Regions from separate parts of the Mus musculus genome. Here regions 1, 2 and 4 are each linked to region 3. The links are chromatin contacts, called in public Hi-C, HiChIP or PLAC-seq and promoter capture Hi-C maps. All regions are on one chromosome and are shown on one strand. Each heading gives the region's core, a stretch centred on a gene start, on an enhancer-like site or on the middle of the called end of the contact. The rest is flanking DNA. Distances are from core to core; before and after follow the strand shown. Region 1 holds the start of Dnmbp (dynamin binding protein). Region 2 overlaps Dnmbp (dynamin binding protein). Region 3 holds the start of Ndufb8 (NADH:ubiquinone oxidoreductase subunit B8). Region 4 holds the start of Cox15 (cytochrome c oxidase assembly protein 15).

The links. Promoter capture Hi-C pulls out the DNA fragments that hold promoters and counts their contacts. A called contact is a pair of places that touch in the nucleus more often than the background predicts. HiChIP or PLAC-seq counts read pairs in DNA pulled down with a chosen protein or histone mark.
Region 1: a promoter capture Hi-C map of liver shows a contact between it and region 3, with 4 times the contacts expected there. The contact joins the promoter of Dnmbp here to the promoter of Ndufb8 in region 3. A contact is called at or near these places in 13 of 39 promoter capture datasets (the 3T3-L1 cell line, 3T3-L1-derived adipocytes, the C10 cell line and 8 more), 2 of 115 datasets of contacts at active chromatin or transcription factors (bone marrow-derived macrophages and pancreatic cancer cells) and 1 of 9 other capture datasets (adipose tissue).
Region 2: a FOXA1 HiChIP or PLAC-seq map of pancreatic cancer cells shows a contact between it and region 3. The contact joins the enhancer-like site here to the promoter of Ndufb8 in region 3. A contact is called at or near these places in 3 of 39 promoter capture datasets (the 3T3-L1 cell line and hippocampal neurons) and 4 of 115 datasets of contacts at active chromatin or transcription factors (the NIH/3T3 cell line, extraembryonic endoderm stem cells, forebrain and 1 more).
Region 4: a Hi-C map of CD8 T cells shows a contact between it and region 3, with 4 times the contacts expected there. The contact joins the promoter of Cox15 here to the promoter of Ndufb8 in region 3. A contact is called at or near these places in 5 of 39 promoter capture datasets (the 3T3-L1 cell line, cranial neural crest, embryonic stem cells and 2 more), 5 of 484 Hi-C or Micro-C datasets (B cells, CD4 T cells, CD8 T cells and 1 more), 3 of 115 datasets of contacts at active chromatin or transcription factors (astrocytes, neural progenitor cells and stem cell-derived neural progenitor cells) and 1 of 9 other capture datasets (adipose tissue).

The regions. Positions count from the first base shown.
Region 1 is chr19:43,938,862-43,941,561 of GRCm38.p6, reverse strand. It overlaps Dnmbp (dynamin binding protein), which reads left to right and starts at 1,364. Exons shown (of 16, transcript NM_028029.4): 1 at 1,364-1,445.
Region 2 is chr19:43,883,751-43,886,450 of GRCm38.p6, reverse strand. All of the region lies in intron 4 of Dnmbp (dynamin binding protein), which reads left to right. Among named protein-coding and RNA genes, the nearest start is that of Gm24400, 28 kb to the right of the region's middle. Within about 2 kb of position 1,285, at least 86 of the 459 cell types and tissues checked have an H3K27ac peak or open chromatin away from gene starts, as enhancers often do. A contact at or near this core is called in the NIH/3T3 cell line, extraembryonic endoderm stem cells and pancreatic cancer cells, where this site is marked.
Region 3 is chr19:44,554,059-44,556,758 of GRCm38.p6, reverse strand. Ndufb8 (NADH:ubiquinone oxidoreductase subunit B8) reads left to right here and starts at 1,317. Exons shown (of 5, transcript NM_026061.3): 1 at 1,317-1,442; 2 at 1,702-1,828. The coding sequence starts at 1,358.
Region 4 is chr19:43,751,596-43,754,295 of GRCm38.p6, reverse strand. It overlaps Cox15 (cytochrome c oxidase assembly protein 15), which reads left to right and starts at 1,296. Exons shown (of 9, transcript NM_144874.4): 1 at 1,296-1,474. The coding sequence starts at 1,385. Cutc (cutC copper transporter) reads right to left here and starts at 1,273. Exons shown (of 9, transcript NM_001113562.1): 1 at 1,076-1,273. The coding sequence starts at 1,133.

The DNA.
Region 1 (2,700 bases), core at 115-2,614, 620 kb after region 3:
AATACCATTATCTAGGTAGTAGATTGTCATTTTACTTGAAAGGGGGAGAAAAGCTTACTGTTTGACAGGCCGCTGAAGCATTTGATCAATTTCTTTCAAAAACAAAAATCTGGAATATTTATGTTTTACCACAAAAATGCCTTCCTTCAGTGTTCAGACAGCAAAGGAGGAGAATAATGTATGTGAGCAGCAGTTTCACCCCTAGGTACAGCCTCCAAAGAACTGGAAGCAATGGGTCCAGCAGATACGTGTACGATTTGGGTCCTAGCCTTAGCCACAGTAGCCAAAGGGGAAACTCCGCCGAATGCCCAGTGAAGGACAAACGCCTAAACACAACGCAGTATATTTAGCAGTAAAAAGGAAGGAAATTCCGACACATAGAACAGCACAGATGAAACTTAGGGCATTATTCTAACCAAAATAAGGCAGGCACCAAAAGGCCAAGTATTGTAGATTGCATGTATGAGGGTCTTCAGAGTAGACGAATTCTTAAGGACACGAGAGACTAGGAATCGCTGGGAGTGGAGTCCCTGTACGATAAGAGCAGTTTCAGTTTGGGAAGTTGGGGTCCCGGTGCCGGACAAGATGATGGATGCGTAGCAATGTGAATTTACCTACTCTGATGGACTGCACGCACACTTGACAATGGTTCAAACGATACACTTTATGCTATGTCTAGTTTACTACGATTTTTGAAGAGTCAAGAAACAATCTAGCTGATGAGATTTTAAAATAAAGCCTTATCTCTGCTGTGTGTGCATAGTGATATATGATTCCTGCATTCCTCAAATCTGCTAGGTCGGTCCCCGCGCTTGCACCAGCTCCTCCACGCACTTGCGATCTTTAACAGTCAGAAGTCTTCCGGGACTTTTCAGAAACCGGGACGTTTGGTTCTAGTATTCTGTGATTCCTTGCTTTTAAATTCTCAAAATTGTCCTGTGAGACTTTGCTCGGGAGAAAAGAAAAAAAAATCGATGAGGAGTGGGCAGTAACCTGATGGTGTTCCCCTGTAATCCAGCACTTGGAGGAGTGAAGGACGATGGAAGGTTCAAGGCTAGCCTCCGCCTCGGAGTAAGAGAATTCGCGCAGCGGAGAATTTGAGTTCTCTAGGTTGGCGGTAGCGCGAGTGCGTGGGGATCTGGATCCTAGCCTGAGCGAGGTGTGTCGCTAAACGCCCCCACGCAGTCCGTGCCTCAGTTTCCCTGAAAGGCCCTGGGAGCCCGAGCCCTGACGTGGCGGAGCGACGGGCTAGGCGGCCGCCAGGGGGCGCGAGCGCGGGAAACGGAGCCGGGGGCCACCGGACGGAAGCGGCGCTAAGGGAGGCGGGGCGGCGCGGAGTCACCCGGATCGGCCCGCCCGCCCGCCGCCGCTGAGGGGAGGTGACCGCGGCCCGGCCGGGCCACCAGTGGCTGTGCGCGGAGGGAACGCCGAGCGGCAGAGAGCAGGTCGGTGCGGGGCCGGGCGTCCGTGGGGTGGCGGGGTGGTGGGGTAGCGGGGACGGTCGCCTGCGGGGCGCGCGGGGCTTGCGGCGCAGCTCTCGGTCGCGCTGAGCTGCGCTCCGCGAGACGCGAGGCCCTCGCTGTCTTCACTCACGGCCGAGGGGGTGCAGGGGGGGGGGGGCAGCAGCCCTAGGGACCGTCCCGGGGCGCGGACCGGGGGGCGAGGTGTCCAGCCGGGGCGCTGTCACTGCGCCGCCCTGCCTCTTGGCTTTGAGTTGAAGAACTGAGCCCCAGTCCTGCTCCTGGTCACTGCTGCAGCTGGTGGGCATGAGAGGCCGGGATTTCGTGACAGCCAGGCAGCGATGGTTTCCCAAATAACCCGGGACTATTTATATTTAGCTGGAGATGCAGTTTTGGCTTACTGGAGTTTTTAGGTACCCAGGACGATTGCATGCTTGTGTCAGAGGAGGATGGTTGTCACTCGAATAAAGGGGTGTTGGGGTGACCGGACAGGACAGCATGTGGTGTGTATTAAGAGCTGCGAAGGGTGTTTTTAGGGCACAGGGTCGTGTTGAAAAACCAACTTGAAAAGCAAGGTCGCATGTGGGATTATGGCTGGCAAATTCTGTAACCTGTCTGACAGTGTTTCTTTTATAGTCTTGGGAGCACCTTGTGGAACTTCCTAATTAATAATGGTGACAAGCTAGTGATGACACCGATTCTCTGGTAGGAGCATAGTTTGGACTCCACTGTGCTTAGTCGAGTTACATGCCGCTGATAGAGCTGACTAATCAACAGGCGATTTTTGCAGCAAGCAGACCTGATTTCTCAGTTAGGGCTGCATTTATAAAACAGTCGTAGGAAAAGCATAGTCGAGGTGTAGTGTTCAAGTTAGTGTATCCATCGGGCCTCATTCCCCCTAAACTACTGAATCTCGTGATCTCTCAGGCCCTTCCACCGCTAAAGTCTTTCATTTGTATTTGAAGCCGATCCCTCCTGGTGACAACAAAGTCCTAGGAAAACAAAGTTAATTTTACAAATTATGTAGCAGATGTTCAACTTCACTGTCGCTCCCCGCTCCCCCACTCACATAATATTGGGTTGAAATGAGTGAAACCTGTTGTGTGTGTGTGTGTGTCATTCATGTTTCTGTGTTAATGTCACCCAATGGCTTGTCTAGACAGAGATCTTGGTGTGTAGTGGGGAAGTGCTAAGTCTGGCATGGGAGTGACTTGCATGTTGTCACAGGTAGTTTTTCCAA
Region 2 (2,700 bases), core at 36-2,535, 670 kb after region 3:
TAGTTATCAGCTGTTAATTAGGAAGGTCCCCGGTTGGTTATCTTTAAGGTTTTATGCTGGCTAAGAACGTAATTGGCTATGACAGAAAAGGGCCTGGTGTGTCAAATCCTGGGTCTCAAATTCCACGTTACCTGTGTTGATGTAAGTGACCTGAGGGTCCGGAGAGGAAGCGTTTCTTACAGAGACGAATCTGAAAGCAGGACTGTGTGGGGGCCGAGGCTAAGGCTCCAGGTTGAGAGAGAGCCATGACTGGGACTTTTTATATTAATTCTAGAAGGACCCTTCATGCCAACAGATCTAATGTTTCTAATAAGTAATGGGTAACTCTCACAATTGGGTTATCTTATTTCTTTATATGTATGAGTGTTTTGCCTGCATGTATGTCTGTGACCAATGTCAGAAGATGTCAGATCTCCTGGACTGGGAGATCACAGGTGGCTGGGAGCCACCATGTGGGCGTTAAGAATCAAACCCAGGTCCTCTGCAAGAGCAACGAGTTGTCTTAACTGCTGAGCCGCTCTCCAGCACTTGTGATTGGGTCTTAAAGTGTATTGAGTGTATTTAGTGAGCTGCAGCCAGCACTTCTGAAAAATAAAAGCAGCGCGCTCCCCCCCCCCTTTTTGTTTGTTGCTTTCTGTTTATTTGCTTGTTTTGAGACAGGGTCTATGTAGCCCTGGCTGGCTTGGAACTTAGCATGTAGCCCAGGCTGGCTCCTCCTCTTCCTGCCTCTGCCTTCCGAGTACTAGGATTAAGTCCATGCCACTATGCCTGGCTTTTGTTGTCGCTTCTTTACTGTTGTATTGAGTTGGTCTCTCTCAAGCCAGGTTGGCCCTAGAACTTATTATATAGTCTAGACTCACATTAAACTCACAGCAATCTTTCTGCCTCAGCCTCCCTCTAGCCCCCGAGTGCTGGGGCTACAGGGGTGATCCACTACATCTAACTAAAATAAGAGTTAATGGTAAAATTTAAAAATACATCTAGGATTGTCAAAAAGCATGTTTTATGTATGTATGTGTGTGTGTGTGTGTGTGTGTGTGTGTGTGTGTGTACTCAAATCCAAACTACCTAACTAATGTGAAAGGAGGAAGCACACACAGCAAGGCAGCTCAGACAGCCTCGATCAGAAGGCACTTGCAATCGCTCAGGCCAGCACTTCTGCTTCATTACCAGGGCTGAAGCCAGAAGACTGGATTCATTCTGCTTAAACAAACTTAGAAGAGAGGGAAGTCCTAGAGACAGGGGGTAGAGCACACATGCAGAGCACACAACCTGCAGGAAGGGCGTGCGCTGAGCAGAGATTCAGTTTGGTTGCGGGTGGGGCACAGGACAGCAGAGGCATGGGGCTTGTTACAGGGAGTGTGCGCTTCTTTTCCTGTTACGGGGATAAAATACTCTAACAAAAGCAACTTTAAAAAGGAAAGGGTTATTCTAGCTGACAGTTCAAGGTACTGGACTGTCAACATAGGGAAACCGAGGCAGCAGGAGCTTGAAGTGTGTGGTTGAATTGTATCCACAGTTGCGCCCCTCCCCCAGGAAATGGTCACATTGTGTCCACGGTCAGAAGGGGAACAGTGCAGCACGTGCCTTAGTGATTATCAGATCTTCTCAGTGTTATACAGTGCTGAGTTCCCAGCCCAGGGAATGGTCCTACCCTCAGTGAAGATGGGTCTCCTACACCAATCAATAAGATTAAGATGCCAGAGTCCTGTTGTCCCAAAGACAGTATACTCTGTCGAGCTGATGATTAACACTAACGGCCACAGCCCCACCCCTTGCCAATTCAACACCTACACACACCACTCCCTTTTAAAGGTTAATAGTCTATATAATTCTTAAATTTATTATTAGGGTGGCATGTGGAGGTCAGAGAACAACTTTGTGGGGTTGGCTCATGCCCGCCACCTCTTTGCAGAGGCAAGGGATCAAAGTGAGGATTCTGGCTTGTAAGTTAGATGCTTTTACTCACGGGGACATTTCTAGCCTATGCACATCCCTTCTCAGCCATAACTTTCCACCCCTCGCTCCCATGGGCTCAAGACCATGTTACAATGTAAGCGGTATTCATCTCATCTCTCCAGTTTCCTGATGGTGGGTGTGATGTGACTAGCCGCTCTAAGCTCACACTACCTGGATAGCCCCACCACGGGGTAGACTGTTAAAAGTGACACATCCTGCTATAAGATCAGAAAGCAAGTCACCAAATATAAACCAAAGTGTGGGTTCACCAAGTGGGACAGAAGAAGCCAGGTGTGACCCCCAGAAAAAAAGATCGATTAACACTGGCACGTGCCTGTAATGTCAGTACTTAGACAAAAGCAGGAAGAATGCTGAGTTCCAGGCCAGTGCAATCTCCCCCTAAGGTTTTCTTTCGCTGTGCACAGTGCTACATGTCTGTAATCCCTGCACTTGGAAGGTAAAGGCCAAAGGATCAGGAGTTAAAAGCCAGTCTTAGCAACCTAGTAAGTTCACGGCCAGCCTAGGCTACACAAGCAAACAAGCAAACAAACAAACAAAAACCAAAATAATAAAAAGGAAGAAAAACAGTTTTATTGCCTGATACAAAAATTCTATTAGAATTTTAAAAAAGATTTTATTTGTATTTTTTTTAAGCCATATGCATATGTGTGTGGGTTTGTGCATGTGACCACAGTACCAGCAGAATCCAAAAAGAGTCTCTCTCATCCCTTGGAGCTGGAG
Region 3 (2,700 bases), core at 68-2,567:
ACTTCTCCCCCACCCCACCCCCGCCACAGTCTCACATAGCCCAGATATGCCTTAGACTCATTATGTAGCCCAGGCTGGCCTTAACTCCTGATTTTTTTTTTTTTTGTCTTCATTTCTCAAGTGTTGACTTTACAAAAGGCATATACCATCACATAAGAGTACACTGTGGGGCTGGAGAGATGTCTCGGGGGTTAAGAGTACTGGCTGTTCTTCCAGAGGACAGAGGATCCAGGACCAGCGTTCAATTCCCAGCACCTGAATGAAGGCCAACAATCCACGGTAACTGTGGATTCTTTGAAACTCCAGTTCCAGGGGGATCTGCTGCCCTTTGGTCTCCTCCACTACCACATGCATGTGGAGTGCAAACACACATGTGGGCAAAACACCCATACATATAATTTTCTTCTTAAAAAAGAATATGCTATGTTCTATATAAACAATATAAAAAAAAAACAAATGAATAACCTATACCAACATTGCTTTTAAGCAACATGAGATCAGGGTTTGCTATTAGTTAAATGCAGATGCTGTCAAATTAATTCTGATGATGTCTAATGATACTACAAGAGGATAAAATGCACTGCAGTAGGCCTCCCCAAATCTATATGTTGAATAGTACACGCCTGTGTTTGTCGATCTGGTATACATTTGAGAAGGGATTCTATTACAGTAATTGTGTCTAAAGAGTTGATGGAAATACGTGCATACTCAAAATGTGTAATATATCCAAACCCTACTTGTACAAATAAAACGAAAACTTAATAGTATGCAAACATGTCTCCCAGTCTGTGTTAAGAGTTTGTTAATTATGGTCTTTCTGTTTGAAATCTGTTTTTTTTTTTCCTGAAAAATGGGAGGTTTGGGGCTGGGTCAGGCGAGCCGCCTCCAGTAATCGGCTTGGTTTTTGTATTTGTTGGGTTGAGGTGATTGAGACATTTAGATGAACTGAGACAACTTTGAGTATATAAGGAAAGAGATTTGGAGAAAGGATCAAACAAAACCAAGAGCTAAATGTGAAAAAGGACTGTGTGTGAGGACAGAAGGCTGGTTTTACTTTGCACAGCGGTCTGAGATATTCGGCTGGCGCAGCCCCGAAAGGGCCTCAGTCGGTTGAAGGCGAAAAGGAATACAGTAACTTGCAATATCAAGTAAGCAGTAGCTTTGTTTTCTCTCCTTGCTGTCTGTCCTGGCACCTCATCAGCCGCTCACCGTCCAGGCTCTACAGCATATTTAAATAAAGCCCGCCCAGCTTGATGCCGGGACTTCTGCGCTGGCTTCGGAGATCGCCGTTTGGCCCGACTCAGCCACCGTGACCCGCTTTTGCGCATGTGCAGAGTGAACCGCGGAGAAGGTGAAGATGGCTGCCGCCCGGGCTGCGGCCCTGGGAGTCCGATGGCTGCAGAGGACAACCCGGGGCGTGGTGCCACTGGAGGCACGGAGAGGTCTGCACGGTGTGGGAAGCGGGTGCCTGAAGTTTACTGCTTCGGGATGGAGGCATCCTTGGGACGGTGGCGGAGGTGTCCTGGCTGGGGGTAAGGGGTGGGAGGTCGCGGTGGATTCGTGTGCCCAAAGAAGGGATACAGGGTTGCTGTAGTCCGGCAAGGTGCGAAACGACAGCCTCTGCAGTCACTGCGGCTTAGTCCTTTCTGGGTGGGCGCCTAAAGCACCGTGTCCATCTGACCTGCATCCCTCTGCGTCCAGCCTTCCATATGACCAAGGACATGTTGCCGGGGTCATATCCTAGGACCCCAGAGGAACGCGCCGCGGCCGCCAAGAAGTATAACATGCGAGTGGAAGACTACGAGCCATACCCCGATGATGGCATGGGGTGAGTGAGGTAGAGGACTCGGGTCAGGAGCGGTGAAGGCGGTTGGATTGGGTGGTGCGACCCAGGCGTTTTCTCCCGGATCCTTGTAGTGACCCCTCAGAGTCATTAGTGCGGGTGCTTTTCTAGGTTGGGGGAGGTGGGAGTGGGTGGCTGAGCCGCTGCAGCCGAGAAGACTTCCATTTTTTTTGCTTGGCTCAGGCTGTTTGCTCAAATGAGGAAGCCGAGGTTATCATAGCTCCCTCGAGGACTCCAGAATAGTGAGATTCTTCCATGGCTCCATCCAGAGCACTGCGTTTCATTTAGATTGAGCATCTGCTGGGCTCAGGTGCTGACCAGGCGGGAGCTGGACCCCTGTCCTGAGAACCTTGCTGAGGTTGGGGTACTCTATATTTGTGTATGTCTGGCTTTTTTGGGGGAGGGGGTTGTTTGTTTGTTTTTTGCCATTAGGCATATGAAAATGTCACTGATGGTTAAGCAGATTACACTCCATGTCAGCCTTCATTCTTCAGTTGGTGTTAGTCCCTTCTGGCCCTCTATCTATCCCCTGTAACAAAGTTAATTATGAATAGTGGTTAAACATCATCGTCACTTCCTGTGTTAGCATTTTTCTTTTCTTTTTATTTTCCAATCATTTTTTTGACACGTGTCCAGTTTCCATTGTCTGTTTTTTACTTTGTTGTGGACTAGAACAGCCTGGGCAGTAGTCTGTATAAGGTGACCTTGGATTTTTAGGGGGGAAAACCAAGTTAAGGGAGACCTCCAAGGAGGTGTTTGAAGCATGAGGGTATACATCAACTTGTGGTTAAGAAACATAGTAGCTATGGAGAAGAAAAGCCTTTTCTAATGTGTACCTATTTTGTTTTATCCAACCA
Region 4 (2,700 bases), core at 47-2,546, 800 kb after region 3:
TTACTATGGCACATGTACCCACCCCCACACAATAATTACCAACACACTTTTAAAGTGTTTAATTCATGCTTCATGTATTGATCTCTGCGAGAACAGTCACCACATTCTAATAGTGGTTACTCCTGGGCAATGAATTTGGAATTATTTTTACCTTTCTATATTGCTTGACTTCTTCTACCTGATATTGCTTTTATGATGAAAGATTACTTGGAGAAACAAACAAAAATCTGTCACCTCCTAATAAGTTGCAATAGTCATTGATTTAATAAAAGACTATCAGTCCCATAGATTAGGATTCAAACATTAACCAATGGTCGTAAACAACAATACAGTAACTCCACAAATCTGGTAACAGCCCCACCAGTGGGGCTGAAGATGCTGAAGGAGTATCAGGAGCTCCATACAAAAGTATGGGAATGTCTACAAACTGTTGCAACAGGAGCCTGAGCAAAAAGCAAAAAGTAGGGATCAAAAAAGACATTTGAAGCAGTAGTGCTCAAAGTTAGAGACTCCAGATGGCTTTGGGGAGTCTGTGTCTGTATTTGCCTCTTGGGAGCGGACTGCAGCTTTAGAACACTTAAACACGCTGAGACAGGTATGAGAATCCAACTACCTTCCATCAAGTGAGATATTAAAAGAGATTTGCAAAATACAGAGCATTGCCCCTTTTGCTGTTTTGTTTAGGGATATTTATCCTTCATAAAAGTTATTTGTCTTGACATATTAATAGGCATATCTCCCGCAGGAAGCAACCAGTCATCTGTTACGCAATGGCTGTGGGAACGGATCCCACTCGCCACCCTCGGTGGCAGCTCTAGGTTGTAGAGCTGTCACCACACTTTTATTATCTACCACAGAGACAGGGAGGTGGTATGGTGCCCTCTTGTGGCCCTAGGGGCGGCGGGACGCTGAGGGCACTTGCGAGACTGGCGGGGATCCAGGAGCAGCTGAGGGACTGCGTGACTGCCCGGGACTCCGGAGCACTGAGAAACTCGACCGCGGGAAAGCCTGGCAAGCCGGGACCCACCCCGGGGTCCACCGGCCGACCGCCCCCCTGCCCCGCCACCTTCCGCACCCGCCTTCCCCGACGATATCCACGCCTGTTTCCGCTCGCAAGAAGCCCCTTTCTTCATGCTTCCCGCGTTCCTCCCTCGCTCGCCTTCGGTTTCCACTGAGTCCCCGCGGCCGCGCGAGCGACGGAGGAGGCGCGTCCCCGACGCCCGTGCCCGGCAGCCTCCCAGGGAGTCGTGCGTGCACGCGCAGTGGCCAACCTAGCGCGAGGGGGCGCGCACGACGCCTGACCCGGAAGTGCTTGTTCTTTCGGGAGCGGAGAAGCGGACCGCAGCTCGCTGGGGCGCTCCGGCAGTGGCGCTGTACTGTCAGCATGCAACGGTTGCTCCTTCCGTCCCTGAGGGCCTTGACGGGGAGCCGCAATGTCGGGCTCCTGGTCCCTAGGGTGGCGTCCAGAACACAGGTACCCACTCCTGCTGGCTCGGATCACGGAAGCCGGGCTGGGATAAAAAAGGCCAGGATAAAGTAAACGGACCGCCCTGCAAGTCCGGCTCGCCTTCTCATTTCAGGACATATTTCCTTGTGTCCCGACACCTCCCTGAATGCGGATCCGGAAATATTACCCACTGCTGTGTATGACTGACCAATTTACTTAGCTTTTAAGTTTCAATTTCCTTTTCTGTAGAATGGGAGAACGACCTGTTACACAAGGTGTTTGTAAGGATTAAAATTTTAAATATACATCAAACCCTTAGCACGTGATAAAGGCTCAGTAATTTTTCTTTTCTTTTTATTTTATTTATTTATGCATTTATTTGCACATTTGGTTTTTGCTAAAAGCCACCAGGCAGTCAGGAACTCCTATGTAGCCCCATTCCACAGTGAAGGAAATTGAGACTTACTTTAAGTTGCTTGTCTAAGATACCCAGTTACTTAGAAGTAGGAAACTGAACATACTTTTTTTTTTTTTTTTTTTTTTTTGGTTTTTCGAGACAGGGTTTCTCTGTGTAGCCCTGGCTGTCCTGGAACTCACTTTGTAGACCAGGCTGGCCTTGAACTTAGAAATCCACCTGCCTCTGCCTCCCGAGTGCTGGGACTAAAGGTGTGCGCTACTACCGCCCGGCCAACATATTTTTGCTCTTAGTGTTAGACTCAAAAGAAGACATGTATTCTCTTCTCTGATAATCAGTAGTAAAAGGTGAAAGATCTTTATGGTGTGAAGAGAAACCAGAGAATTCTAGAGTTTGTTATGTTCCTGGAAAAAAAAATATGCCCACATAGTGCCTGCCCTTGAGGAGTCAGTTCATTCAATTGTTAGTTCGAGTACCAAATATGTATTAGGTCTTGCTGTGTAAGGACCCAGTACTACAAAGGGAGCAAGAGGAAGAGCTCCCAGCTTAGTGGGGCATAGGGACAGATCACCTGATACATGACTGTGTGTTAAGGCTTGTGGTAGGGAAGGTACTTTGTGCTGTGACAGTAACCTGTTGTAAGATCCAGGAAAGTCTGGGGCATAACGATGCCAGCCCCGATCTCCAGTGGGTAGTATAAATGGAAGTGTGTGGGAGGGAATAGCACATTTAGAGACTGAGAACCCAGTAAGAAAGGGCTCAGTAGTGCAGATGAGAGTCGGTGATTAACCAGAGCGGTAGCTGTGAAATGCAGCCTTACAGGGGCTTTACTCCAGTT